2 separate regions of the Ovis aries genome follow, and region 2 is linked to region 1. A link is a contact called in public Hi-C data. All regions are on one chromosome and are shown on one strand. Each heading gives the region's core, a stretch centred on a gene start, on an enhancer-like site or on the middle of the called end of the contact. The rest is flanking DNA. Distances are from core to core; before and after follow the strand shown.

Region 1 (7,509 bases), core at 95-2,594:
CTTTACCTGCATCACCCACAAATTGGCACTGGCCCTCTACCTCTGCGAGGATGATTATGAACCACCGCAGCTGCTGACCTTCAACACCCCCCTGAAGGGAGTTCAGGGTGGAGATCAGGAGGAATGAGGCCCTCTGAGCTCTGTGAAAAACTGGCAGAACGGGTCTGATTTTATGAGCCCAGTTCTTGCGTCTCCTCTCCTTCACGGTGACCTCCGCTCCTTGCGGCTAGCAGAAACGCTGTGCAAAAAATATGTGCCTGATTGCATGTACTCGCCCTGCATAAAATTATACATACTGCCCTCCTCCATCCCACCCTCTTTGGAGCAGTTTCTCAGAGCCATCTGAAATGCTATCTCTCAAGCTATAGTCCTCATTTGACCCCAAATAAAACAACTCACAACCCTCAGATTGTGCACTTTCTCCCAGTCAACATCTGCCCCTAAGCCTCCGCCTTTGCAGCGCCCTCTGGTTTCAGTGCTCTCCCTAAGCAGGCTCTCCAGCTCTTCTGGGCGGGCGACTCCCCAGATGTCCATACCCTTCCCTCCCTCTCCTAGGCGGCTCATCCCCCTACACTTCTCTGCAAAGTAGTGATCTCTCTGGAACCTGAGCTCTCCTTAGGGACTGTCCGATCCCCAGCTGGCAGCTGTCCCCAAGTGTCGGGGGCCGGGGAGGAGGGTAGGAAGTCAGACAGTAGCCCCTGGGTGCGGGGATTCCACTCTTTTTTCCTCCCAGATTCAGTCTTTGCAGGGACAGGGGCTCTCACTCCCCTCCCTTCACGTGGTCCGGGGCCGAAAGCTCTGCTCGTCCTCGGGAAGACACTGCGCCCCAAGCCCCGGACCTCTACCTGGGAGACGGAGGTGAGCTCAGGCTCCCGGCAGCCCTGTCCCGCTGCGCGCGCCTGTGTCTGGGCCCGCCCACGGGTCACCCTGCTGGGACCGCGCATCCCCAGCGGAAGAGGCCGGTTCACCGAGGTGGTCCTTCGAGCTGATGGAGGGTCGGATAAGGAGTCCCCCACCCAGCGAAGTGCCGGCACAGCCGCGCCAAGTCCAGGGCGGGCGGCCGGGCGGCTGGGGGGTAGTTTGGGAGGTCAGGCTGGCCGTCCACGACGCCTACGGTTCTCCAGCTCCAGCTGGCCCTCGACGGCTCTTCCAGCGCCCCGGGCTGCGCTCGGGGCCCAAGCTGCCTCCGGACACCCGAGCCCGGGGGTCTCACCCTTCCTCCCTCACTTGGCGGTCCAGATCCCGGTGCCAGGTGGCTGCCACGAAGAGTTGGTGTGGGCCCTGCTGGACCGTCTGGGGCCGCCCCGGGGTCCGAAGACCTGCCACACTGTCGCCTGTCCGGTGTCTGCGCCGCACCCTCGTGAGGCACGGGCGGGGATGGAGGGTCTCCGGGGCCCTGCGGAGCGCCGCCCGGCTGCAGCCTCGATTCGGGCCACGCGGTCTTCTGTTTGCACCGCCTCCCCGCCCTCCTTGTTCCGCAGGCACGGGTTAATCCTACACCGTGAAGGAGTAGGAGTAATTATTATCTCTATTTATTTATTACTTTAGGTGGGGTCTACAAACCGGTGTCCTCTGGGGGCAGCAGTATCGTGTCGGGTAGGAAATCCTGAGATTTGAACCCAGGGCAGCAGGGGCTCCTCCCCCGAGGCGTCCAAGAGCTGCGGGGCGGTGGGAGAGGGCTGCGGCGGGACCTCGCTGTTCGCCGACTTGACTCTGGACTGGCCGGTTTCGCCCAGGCCCCTGCTTTGCTGTTGCTTGGGCGACATCTTGTGGCCAAGGATGGGTACAGACCCGAGGCGGCAAAGGCTGCGGAACGAAGGCCCCCCTCAGACTCCTCTGGAGGAGGCCACAGGCTCTCAGACTCAGAAGCTCCAACCAGCCCCCTCGCATCCACCCTTTCACTGAACTCTTTTCTAGGACAGCTCCAGGCAGACCCCCAAACTCACTTGTGTCCCCTGAGCTAGACACACGAATATACTGGGTTCCTCTTGGCCCACCCCTTATTGGGGCAAATTAGCATTATATAGCAAGCTAGTGACCAGGGCTTCCCTGGTGGCTCAGACAGTAAAGAATCTGCCTGCAATGCAGGTGATCCCTGGCTCAGGAAGATTCCCCAGAGAAGGGAATGGCAACCCACTCCAGAATGCTTGCCTGGAGAATTCCATGGACAAAGGAGCCTCATGGGGTCGCAAAGAGTTGGACCCAACTGAGTGACTAGCACACAATGGGCAGGTTATTATTCCCATTTTGCAGATGAGGCAGCATCCCCGAGTAACCACAGCAGCACTGGAGCCCAGCTTTGTCAGGCTGCAGCATGCTGCCGGACACAGGGCTGAGAGCTGCGGTGTCGTGTACCCCACGGTCCGGGGAGGTGCTGCCAAGGGTGGAAGTATTATTGGCCACAGGAATGCCTTGGGTTCATTTTTTGGTGCTGAGCACAGAGCTGTGTGCTTTACAGAATCTCACAGAACCCTCACCTGTGAGCCGGGTAGCATTATGAGCCCCATGTTACAGATGAGGAATCTAAGGCTCGGAGAGGTGAAGTGGCTCACCTAAAGCCACCCAGAAAATCACTGGCAGAGCCAGGATCTGATCCAGGTCTGGAGGATTCACAAACCCTTATTTTTAAAAAAATATATTAATATTTTAAAAATATATTTATTTTTATTTATTTGGCTGTGCTGGTTCTTAGTTGGGGCATGTGAGATCTTCCTTCTTCGTTGTGGCATGGGGATCTTTAGTTGAGGCATGAGAGATCTTTCCCAGTTGCCGCAGGTGAGATCTGGGATTCCCAGGTGGCTCAGAGGTAAAGAATCCCCCCGACTGAGCACCATGCCAATGTAGGAGACGTGGGTTTGATTCTGGGTTAGGAAGATTCCCTGGAGGAGAAAATGGCAACCCACTCCAGTATTCTTGCCTGAAAATCCCATGGACATGGACAGAGGAGCCTGGTGGGCTACAGTCTGTGGGGTGGCAAACTTGGACACGACTATAACATGCATGCCCATGCAGGATTTAGTTCCCTAACTAGGGATGGAACCTGGGTCCCCTGCATTGGGAGTGTGGAGTCTTAGCCACTGGACCACCAGGGACATCCCCTGAGTCCTTAGTTTTAGCTATTGGGGACCCTATCTGCTTCTCTGCAACATATCAGCCCCATAGGATTGTGGGAGAATCATGTCAAGCAGGAGTGGCAAGAGCTTTGTGAACTGTAGAGGACGGGGCCGCTCACGGTGCATTATTGTCCTGCTCCTGGTGTGCAGTTCTCCTTGGGCGAGTGAGCCCCTTGGGGGCAGGGCTGGATGCTCGTGGCATCCTCAGGGCCCAGCACGGATCTGGTACCCGGTGGGCAGTCTGGGGAGCAGGGAAATGCCCACTTTCGCACCCATCCCCATGAGGCCCAGGTCCACTTCCTAGGGTTCATGGTCGAGGCAAGGATAGTCAGTCTCTGCCTCCTGATTCACTTCGTTCAGAGGAAGGGGTGACCTTCTCTTCCTCCTTGGTTGCAATAGGCTGGCACCTGGACTCCCACGCGGGGCCCAGAGGGAGAGGGCTTCGTGGCGGGAGATCCCTCGCAGGCCCCGAGAAAGCAGCAGGGCGGGCGGAATATAAATGCGCCTGTGAACGCGGAGGAACAGATGAGAGCGAGCCTCCAGGTGACTGGGTGGAGAGGACCCACAGGGGCAGCCGCCTCCTCTCGGCGCACAGATTGAACCCATGATGAAGATGAATGGAAACCCCTTTGCTGGAAAATGTGGCAATCAAGACGCTACCTGGGCCGGGGCCCTCCCACCAGCTCCGCGCAGGGAAATGTTAGGATTCGGAATTTCAGCACCAGCCGCATGGTTAGCATGGAAAGCAGGCAAAACAAGTGATAAGCAGCCCCAATTAGAGGATAAATGATACAGGACGCCCGTTAGTTTGGCAGGAATCTGTGGACTCAGCGGCTGCGGGTGGGTATCAGACGGCCCCTGCAAACAGACGCCAGCTTGCACAAAGAAACGCAGCCCGCACGGCTGAGGATCCCGGCCGAGCCGTGGAACCCTCGACCAGGGTGCGGTCCTGCCCAGAAGGGTTTCCTGAGAGTAGCCGTGGGGTTCTGAAAGGCTGGTTGAGGGTGCGGAGGTGAGATGACTTTGTGGGTTGCCTAGCACTTGCTGATGGCAACAAATTGAACTTGTAGCTTCCAAAATTCCACGCGGGGAGGCAGGGCTCATGAGGACCCTGTGTCTTCATCTTTCCAGGCTGAAAAAAATCTCCCCCCCCCTTTTTCCCCCTCAATACGTCCACTTCAAAGCAATGTGTATGATCATTGGGTGACATGCACCGTGGACCAGGAAGGAGGGTTTGCTGGGCGTATTAATATTGTCGACCAGATTGCAGGGGGCATGTTTAACTCGCTTCAGGTGTTCTCGCAGCATTGGCACAACGGATCAGCTAATTACAAATCATGCCTATTTATTCATTAAACAGGGCCTGGGGGAAATTCAAAGAGGCAACACTGTCTTCACTTCATTCAATTTGCAGTCTGTGATTAAACGGAACACAGCTGCAAGACTCCAGAAATGTTGCCTAATATCCATCCGCCTTTTTTTCCTAGCTCAGACGGACCTGTTCTCTGGAGGCCATTTCTACCCTCAAGTGGGGTCTTGTCATCCTTCTTCAGCAGTTATGCACTCACAGACTGCTTGTGACTCTGAGCAAGGGCCAGCACCAGCACCAATGACTCAGTTTCTTCATCTGTGTAATGGGTTCGTGATCCTCTGGCTGTTGGGATGGGTGTTCAGTGGCTCTTCTAGGCACCAGTCAGAAACTGGATGGTGAAGATTCCTTCTGTGCCCCTTACATTCTGAGCTGCCATTAAGACGCAGGCCCCAGGGTCCCCCAGACAGCCCTGACCAGGGGAATCTGCGTCTGCTGCTACCATGGGGACCCAGCACAGAGCCTGGCACATAGGGACTGCTTGCCCAGCGCTGGGTGGAACTGGCCTGGTGTTTCCTGTCCATGACCCTGGGCATCCCAGTGTCCCTCTGGGATGATGCGGCCAACAGTCTCAGTTTGCCCAGAATGTGGGGTTTCCCAGGATGTGGGCTTTTTAGAACTAAAACAGGGACAGTTAGTCAGTTTGCTCTCAAAGTCCCATGAAACTCTGCTTTTCCAAGTTCCCTAAAATAAAAAATTGAGCTAACTTTACCTTTAATGCTTGCAAAGTGTGGAAGGCCCAAGGGTTATTTATTACCATCAATAAATTATAAGAACCAAATAGCCAACATTTGCTTAGTGTTTTTCAATCCACAAACTGCTTTTAATTTGCAGGATGAGTGTTTCAGGGCTTTCTTTCCACTTACTCAGCGTCCACAGCCTGAGCCCCTAGGGCTGGTGTGGGAACATAAGCTATCAGAGGCTAAGGCAGGAGAGCCCTGGTCCCCTGTGAGGCTCCTTGAATTCTGTGACTCTCAACTCAGGTCACGTTTCTGTCCCTCCCTCCTGCCTCTGTTAGAGGCACCCACATCTAGAAAGGGTCCCTAGGCAGAAAGCAAACTGTTAGCCTGAACCGTATGAAAATAGTCTTTTTCTGGATCCCCAACAGTCAAATATCATCATTTTCATAGGATTCAACCTCAGATAGTAGTGGTGAAGTTCAAGCCATGAGCAACTGGAGACAACTTACTTAATATCTCTGAGCTTCTGGTGGCTCAGATGGTAAAGCGTCTGTCCACAATGCGGAAGAACTGGGTTCGATCCCTGGGTTGGGAAAATCCCCTGGAGAAGGAAATGGCAACCCACTCCAGTACTCTTGCCTGGAGAATCCCATGGACAGAGGACCCTGATAGTCCATGGGGTCACAAAGAGTCAGACATGACTGAGCGACTTCGCTTTCACTTTCAGTATTTCATCAGAAAAATGAGGCTCTTAATTAAGTTCCTCCGTTCTGGTGTTGCTGTTGGAATTAATGAGATCATCCATGGATCAGGCATTTCAGTAATGCCTGGCACTTAGTAGGTGCTCTCTGAATTAGAGCTTTTATTTTCCTCCTGTATCTGTCGTGTCCTTCAGCTTTCTGAGCTGCTTGTGGTCAGCCACGCAGCAGGCGCCTGACAAATGCTGATTGAATGAAGGAGTGGAAGTGTGAATAAACGTGGCTCTCTCCGTTAGTGTTTCCCAAATGACCTTGAACTCAGACAGGCTGCTTTCCCTCCGCTAAGCAAGGGGCTCTCCCTCTGCCCTCCTTCTCTCGAGGCCTCTTGGTAAAGCACCCCGTTTCTCCTGTGGCTCCCTGCAGGGGAACTGATGGGTTGCAAGACGTGTTTCCATCCCCCCTATGGTTTCTAAAACATACAAATCATTCTGGCTGCACTTCTGTGTTTCATTACGAGGAATGCACATTTGAAAACAACAGAGGGTGAGGTTTAAAAGCAACATGCAATTTTTATTACATATATCTCCAAATCTGCCATTAGGCCTGTCCCCGCGGTGTTATTGACCTTGATTCTTTCTCATTTGCATCCTGCATTTTTCATCCTTTGGAATATGGTGTTTTGGGACTTCTCCATCATTAAGTGGATTTACAGCAATTTCCCTGTGTGTTTTCTCCAAGGGATTCTGTTATGAGATGCACATTAAATCTCCATTAATACCTCATTATCCGACTGATAAGATTACCATGATAATGAGGCAGAAATTCTAATTGTTTCACTTCTTATTGTGCCTTCCATTTAATCCTTTACTCTACCTGGAAGTTGGTCACGAGCTGGTGAGCACCAGGCAGAAAAAGACTTTCCAAAAGGAGGACCCAGAGGGTGGGATCTTCGTGATCAATAGTGATGGAGGGAAAGAAAGGAGGCGGAAGAATGTTTAAATGAACTTCCTGGGCCAAAAATTTGGCGGTGGAAAGCCATCTGGGGTGGGCCTAGGTGGATTTACAGAGCTGCTCTGCTCCAGCCTGATATACACTCAGACAAGGCGCATGGGTGCACATGCACACACAGACATGCGCTTAAGCACACGTGCACGCCCGCGCACGCACATAACCACTCACATATGTGCACACAGGACACACGCACAAATGCACACACACGCACACACAGGCCAAGTTCCAGAGAGGCTAGCCTCATGACCTCAGGCTCCTTTTTCCTATCGGCCTGGACCCCCTTCCAGACCATCCCTTACTCTGGAACTCTCTGTAAGCCTGTCTTCCAGACAGAAGAGCTCATTTCACTGAGTCAGAGGCATGGGGGCCAGAAGACACTGAGGGGAGGCGGGGAGGGACAGAGAAGAGAAGCTCTTCAAGGGACAGCCTACCTGTGGGCTTCCCTGGTGGTCCAGTGGTTAAGATTCTGTGCTGCCACTGTAAGGGGCATGGGTTTGATCTCTAGTCGGGGATCTGAGACCCCACATGCCACATGGCACAGCCAAAGAATAATATATATGTGTTTTATAAAGGGAGAGTCTACCAGTGGTCACGTGTGGATGTGAGAGCTGGACCATAAGGAAAGCTGAGCACTGAAG
Region 2 (6,561 bases), core at 3,570-6,069, 320 kb before region 1:
AGAACCAGATGACTCAGGCCCATGTGAACAGAGCAGCAGACTGGAACAATTTGATTACAGAAATGATAACAAGCAATTACTAAATTTTAATAGAGCAAATGTCAGATTCATCAAAATCATCCATAGTACAGGAAAGAAAACACAGACTCTGAGAGGTCATGTAATTTGCATGAGGTCTGAGAGTGAGTTGGTGGCAGGGCCAGGTTTTAAGCCAGTGCCTGAGCTCAGAACCAAGCCTCTGGCTGCTACACTCTACCACCCAGGCCCTTCTACCTCAAGCAGGGCTGCTCCACTGGCCCTTCCCAGATCACGGCGCCTCTTTCCTGACAAACACATCAGTCCTCTTCCCTGACATGATGCCGGGCTCACTGATCAACCCCCAGATGAATAATAATATGACTTCTCAGGTGCCTGCACACGGGTCAGGAATGTCTGCTGTTTCTATCTACCCACAACCACCCCTTTTGGGGGTAAGAGCCTCATCACTGCTATTCCCCACTCCCACCCTGCAATTCCACATGGTTCTTGTAGGGCTGCCAATAATGATGCCCCCCGTTTTGTGGCTATAGGAATAAGCATGTTATTCAGGCCTGGTCAATCATAGTACCTCATACCTGTGGCCAAATCAATTTGTCCAAGGGTGGCTCTGCCATCCAAGATGAACCAATCAAATCCTTTTTTATATCAAAATCCATTTTTAGTATGGTAAAGTTGAGCGGGACATGTCTTCATTACCCTGGGGTTGCTAAGTTGGAATGTTATCAGTGTGGAGTTGCTGAAGTGATGTCCTATCAACCATCATGGAGGAATGCAAGGACAAGCTGGGTGACTGACAGGGTAAGTCAGGTGAGGCAAGCAAGGAGGAGACCCGAGGCCGTGTTCTAGTCGGACAAGTCCTTCTGGTTCTGTGAACTACTCAGCTCCACCTGTGGAATCTCCTTTTCCAATTACACAAGCCAGGGGGTGAATGGAGGGAGATGCCAACCTCACGGCCTGTCCCTTCTGACTTCTACCGGGGAGCTGTCTGAATTGACTTTCCATGAGTCCACCTCTAGTAGAGAAGGTAAATTGGTGCTGGAACTCAAGAGGCTGACAATGGGACCTTGAACTAACCCAGACAATCCCCTGCATAGGAGAAGCTCTGCTGATACAGGAGAAAGAACAAGGGGTTTCAGGCTGAGCCGAGCTATGAGATCCTGGCCCTGCAGGCCCAGGTGCTGGGACGGGTGACAAGAACGTCCTATGTCTACAGGTGCCTTTTCTGGGGAAGTTCAGGAGAGACACTATGACTGACGCTGTCTTAAGGGACAGGAGGCGGGCTGTGAGCAAGAAAACAGCAAAGCGTGTCAGGGCAGGAAGCAGAGGCTCAAAGCACCTCCATGCCAGGAACTGCACCTGGCACTTTTCATCCACGGTCACGCTTTATCCTCACGGTATCATCCTCTTGAGGTCAAGGGTCAACACCTTCAGTGTGAAAAAAGGAAACTAGATTCCCTCAAGGGTCAGCTCGTGAGGGGCCAGGGTGGCACCCAGAACTGAATCTACGTGGTTCTAAAGTCTGTGCTAGTGCTACAGAAACACACGACCCAGGAGCTGAGGCTGAGCTCAGGGCCACTGAGCAAGTCAGCAGGCCACCCACACGCACAGTTCTCTGTCCCTGGAAATGACTTTCCCAGAGGACTGCTCTGAAAAATATGGGTCCAAACAATACCAAAAAAAAAAAGTGTGCACCTAAAAATAGTGTTTCAAAACACCTGAAGCAAAGATTGACAGAGGGAGAGAGAGACAAATCCACGGTCATAGCTGAAGATCCAGCACCCCTCTCAGTAAGTGATGAGACCCATAGACAAACAAACAAACAAACAAAAGCAGAAGACCTACAGAAATCTGAACAATACTGTTGACCAATTTGACCTATCTCGCACTTACAGAACGCCCTCCCCAAGAGCGGACTATGTATATTTTTTCAAGTGCATTCCGTTACTTACCAAGATAGACTATAGGTTGGGTCATAACGTAAGTCGAAATAAATATCAAGCACTGAAATCATTCAGAATATTATCTGACCATAATGATACTAAGCCAGAAATCCAAGACATTGAGAAAATTCACCCAAACATTTGAAAATTAACCACATTCCGAAAAAGCCTGTGTGTGCTGTTTTTCAGTTACTGCCTCAGCCCACACCCAACATTTCATATTCTGCTTTTAGATGCTGAACCTGGGATTCCACAAACCATGTTTCTCTCTCCGGGTCCAGCTGGCTCCGTATTCAGATACTGATACATACTCATCTCTGCCAGCAGGGGGAGCTCCAGGGAGACTGGAATGCAGGAGGAGGGAGGAAAAGACTGCTCCTTTTGGTCAGATTGCAGTTTCTGTGAGCAATGCAGCTTGGCCCTGGCAGCAAGTTCTTCCTGAAACAGCAGCTGCATCCACTCTGCAGTCTTCTGACACCTGCAGCTGAATTCATTCATGGCCCTACTGCCCGGCACACACACCAGCACCACTGCAGTACAGAGCCCCCTCTTCAGAGGTCTGACTGGCAAATCTGTGGAGCTCCTCTTAATTCCTAAATTTAGTAATTCCAACTTCTTCACTTTCTTCTCTTAGTCCTACAGTTGGAAAGCTGAGTCCTACAGTTGCTACCTTTGTGATATCTTTTAACTGTTTCAGCGCTGGAGAAGAAACTACCTTAGAACATAAATTCTCACTCAAATATCTGGGGTGGTTCTTCTCTCCTAGCTGGGCCATGAACAATGTGCTGTGCGTCAGATCTTCTTCCTGGTCACATACTTGCAATAAGCCCTGCTATCCATTCGTTCCTCCCTCTTTACCTTTTCTGTACATCTAGAATTTTCCTCCCAGTACTTCCTTTAGTGCAAGTCTGTTATCAACTAATTCTTTGTGTTTTGTTGCTTTTCTTTTTGTGCTACTACAATGCGGTGTCTGGGTATGGATTTGAAAACTTGTGCTGTTTGGATCCGTAACAACTCTTCTACCTGTCCCTGTGACTCGACAGCTTTCATCAGTCTGAAAAATTCTCACCCATCATCTCTTTAATGCTTCTCAGTTTTTTTCATTGCCTCTGAGCTTCCACTGACACATAATAAAACATCTCACAGTATCCTGTCTTTTATCATTTTTTCCCTGCATTTCATTCTGCCCTTTCTCCCATTACTTATCTCTTTAGTTCCACTCTGCTGTTAAGCTCATTATTTGTTTTTTAGGAGCTTTACTTAAGTATAATTGACAATAATAAACTGCACATATTCAAAGTGTACAACTGATGAATTAAGATGAAACCAATACCAAAATAAACAGTGAAAATATCTATTCCTCCAGAAAGTTTCCTCAGGTCCTTTGGAAATCTACTGCATTTTTACTTTCAGCTATTGCACTTTTCAGTTTTGAAATTATTTGATTCCTTTTCAAAACTACTGTCTTTTATAATAATTTCTGAATCCCTGCTAAAATGTTCACTTTTGCCTTTATATTCTTAAACAGAGCAAGCACAGCGATATACAAGCCTCCTCAAAGGTCTTCCTGCTTCTGTACTTGCCTCCTTTACAGAGCATTCTTCATACAGAGCCAGAGTAATCCTGTTAAAACTTCTCACATGTTCCCTCGGCTTAAAACTTCCAGTTGCCCCCTTGACAACCCCCTATCATCCACAAACGCTAGTTCCACTCCTTCTCTACTCACAGTATAGAACTTTCCCTTGGCTACTCCACATGCACACATAAAGACATGGCACCTGGACTTCCCTCATGGGCCAGGGGTTAAGAATCTGCCTGCTAATGCAGGGGATGCGGGTTTGATCCCTGGTCTGGGAAGATTCCACACGCAGCACGGTGGCTGAACCCATGTGCTGCAACTACTGAGCGTGCACACCTAGAACCTGCGCTCTGCAGCAGGAGAGCTCATTGCAATGAGAGACTCTTGCACCGCAATGACAAGTAGCCATCACTCACTGCCTGCATGCAGCAACAGAGGCCCAGCACTGCTGAAATCAGACATGACATGAAAGTGACACAATTAGATAAATACCTTCAGCTTCTTTAGCTCAAGCTGGTGATGCTGTAAAGAGCACTCACATTCATTCTTACTTTCTTTAAGGGCTGCATTTTCTTGCTCCAGCTTTCTCTGCAAATTGAGGAAAGTATGCATAAAAGAAAAGGTCTTTACGCTATTTCCCCTGGGTGTAGGCCTCTTTGACATGTAACCTTTAAAACTGCCCCTTTCCCTTTTGTTGCCACTGCAGGGGTGGGACAGGAGGATAGGGTTTGGGATCAGAAAGGGAGAGTCACCTGACACTCTCCTCACAAGAACTAAGGCACTCGATTCTGAAGCCTATGGAACAAGGAGGGAGGCCAGGGAAAGGCGGAAGCCATTAGGGATGGGCAGTACACATTTTAGGAAGACAGGAAAGCAGCTGATGGGACTGGTCAGGAAGTCGACATGCAGCTCAAGAAAAACCATCTGCTTGGGGTTTTCGTAAAAAGCAGTCTTTTTACAACTAGTCTCATGAGCAGGTGTGCTGTTAAAATAGAAAAACTCCTCTAAAAAGTGGTGCCCGAGTTCAGAGGCAGGCTGGTCTTCTTCCTGTCAAATGGCCTGGCTGCGTGTGAGCGGGGTGCTCCCAGCCCCTTTCCTTCCCTCGCTCACCAGCTCCCGCTCTGCGGCTGTCAGGTCGGCCACTCGCGCTCTCCCCAGGCCTGCGAGCTGGGCCTCCAGCGCGTGGATCTGCTCCGTGCGCTGCTGCTCCAGCGCGAGGGCCCGCTGCTGGGCGCGGCTGCTCTCTGTGTTCGCGGCGGCCTGAGGGGGCAGCAGAGGACAGCTACTCCTGGTGACACGGGCCCTACCCTGTCTTCCAAAGATGAGTGTCCCATAGAAACAACTCTCCTTTCTGACCTTCTCCAGCATGGGTGCTGCTGAGGTCCCCTGGCCTGCTCACGAGCTGGGGCTAGGGGACAGCTCTAGGCACCAGTCCTAAGACACAGCCCTCCTTCACTCTACTCAGTGCTGCCCTCTGTGGCTGAGGCGCTTCCCTGGGGAGGCACACAACACAGGGATGAAGAGCAGGGGCTGTGACCTCCGGAGGGTGCGGGTTCAGCCATTTCCTAGTGGGGAGACCCTGGGCTGGTGGCCTGGTCATCTTCCTGAGCCTGCTTCCTCTAGTGAATGAGGACAGCAGTGCACGGCTCTGAGGTCTGCTGCCAGGACTAAATGGAAACACATGTGAGAAAGAGGCAACCAATGTCTTCACTTCTCTAGTTTCTAGCTCCACACCCGACCTGGGGCTGTGACTATGGGCTGAGCCCTTGCTGTCTTCTCCCCAGGGCCTGGAGCTGTTCTCCATAGCCCCCAGCTGCAAGATGAGGTTTGACCACCAGTGGTCACACAATACTTAACAGTTCCAGAATTAGGCCGGGCCCTGCAGCCAGCTGTTAGGTGGGAACTAGCCAGTCACCACCTCTCCCGGAAACTCAGACCCTCCAGCAGGTCCTGACTCCCTCTCTCTGCAACTGCCTGTCTGCCCACAACTGTATCTAAGGTCCAGATGCCATTCCAGGAGCTGGGAATGAGTCTGGGGACTTCAAGGGCACAAAGGAAAGAATCAGGGGCCTAGAACACAGCAGAGCATGATCACCACTTACAAGCTCTTGAATTTGAGCTTCCTGAGCTGCCACCACGTCACTGCTCTGCTTCAGCTTCTCCTCAGAGGCCTGCAGGCTCTGCTCTAGTTCTTTCACCTAAGAAGGAAAGAGAAGTATCCTTTTGTTCAAAACAAGCTGAGTAGTAACAAATGGCTTTTAAAATAAAATTTATTTAAATCATAAAGCAGGTACACTAAAGAAAAAATTTTAATTAGAAAAAAAGATGCTCATAAGGCAACCATTATAAAGCACTATCATTCTAACACAGTTTCATTTTTTTCACTTTTTTTTTACAACTCTGTATACCATTCTAGTAAAACTGTGTATTTTTCCTCCGTGCTCAAATTTCCTTCTATGTTTCCATGTAGTCTTCAAATCTTAGATTATTTCCTCCAAGGATGTTGTATAATTTCCTGAACTGCTGTCTACTGTCCAGGTAACTCAGCTGTTTTCCGTTCTGCAGATAGAATGAGGCAGCAGTTGACATCTTCATGTAAATATTGTTGATCTGGTTTGAATCACTTGCTTAGGATACATTTCCAGAAGTGGGATTATTGCCCGTGAGACAAACTTAGGTCTCCCTTGCTCCACACATGCCGACCAAGTCTGACTGTGTCTCTGGCACTGCCCCAGGACACGAGGCCCGCAGGGGGTACAGGACGACACAGCACCCAGTGCTGAGCGAGACTCGGCCTCCAGCACGATCTTTCTGTCTGACTCAAGCGGACTTTGCCAATTTCTCCTACAAAGATTTTGCTGAGTCAGGTCTTCCCTAGGGGAACTTTATTATTAAAATACAAGCACATAGAAGGTTGCAGCTTTGTCAAGGAGAGGGAGGTACCAAATGAGAAAAGAATGTTTTTAGGCCTCATGGTTCCTCATATATGTTCAGAAGTAAGTT

Evidence for each region. A called contact is a pair of places that touch in the nucleus more often than the background predicts.
Region 2: a Hi-C map of liver shows a contact between it and region 1, with 5 times the contacts expected there. The contact joins two enhancer-like sites. A contact is called at or near these places in 7 of 16 Hi-C or Micro-C datasets (blood, hypothalamus, liver and 2 more).

What each region holds. Positions count from the first base shown.
Region 1 is chr3:10,688,591-10,696,099 of ARS-UI_Ramb_v3.0, reverse strand. No RefSeq gene overlaps it. Among named protein-coding and RNA genes, the nearest start is that of GAPVD1, 73 kb to the left of the region's middle. Within about 2 kb of position 1,344, at least 11 of the 54 cell types and tissues checked have an H3K27ac peak or open chromatin away from gene starts, as enhancers often do. A contact at or near this core is called in liver, where this site is marked.
Region 2 is chr3:11,008,374-11,014,934 of ARS-UI_Ramb_v3.0, reverse strand. It overlaps GOLGA1 (golgin A1), which reads right to left. Exons shown (of 21, transcript XM_060411809.1): 13 at 5,661-5,756; 14 at 4,051-4,146. LOC121818999 (a long non-coding RNA gene) reads left to right here. Exons shown (of 2, transcript XR_006059084.2): 2 at 2,304-3,348. Among named protein-coding and RNA genes, the nearest start is that of ARPC5L, 21 kb to the left of the region's middle. Within about 2 kb of position 4,819, at least 14 of the 54 cell types and tissues checked have an H3K27ac peak or open chromatin away from gene starts, as enhancers often do. A contact at or near this core is called in liver, where this site is marked.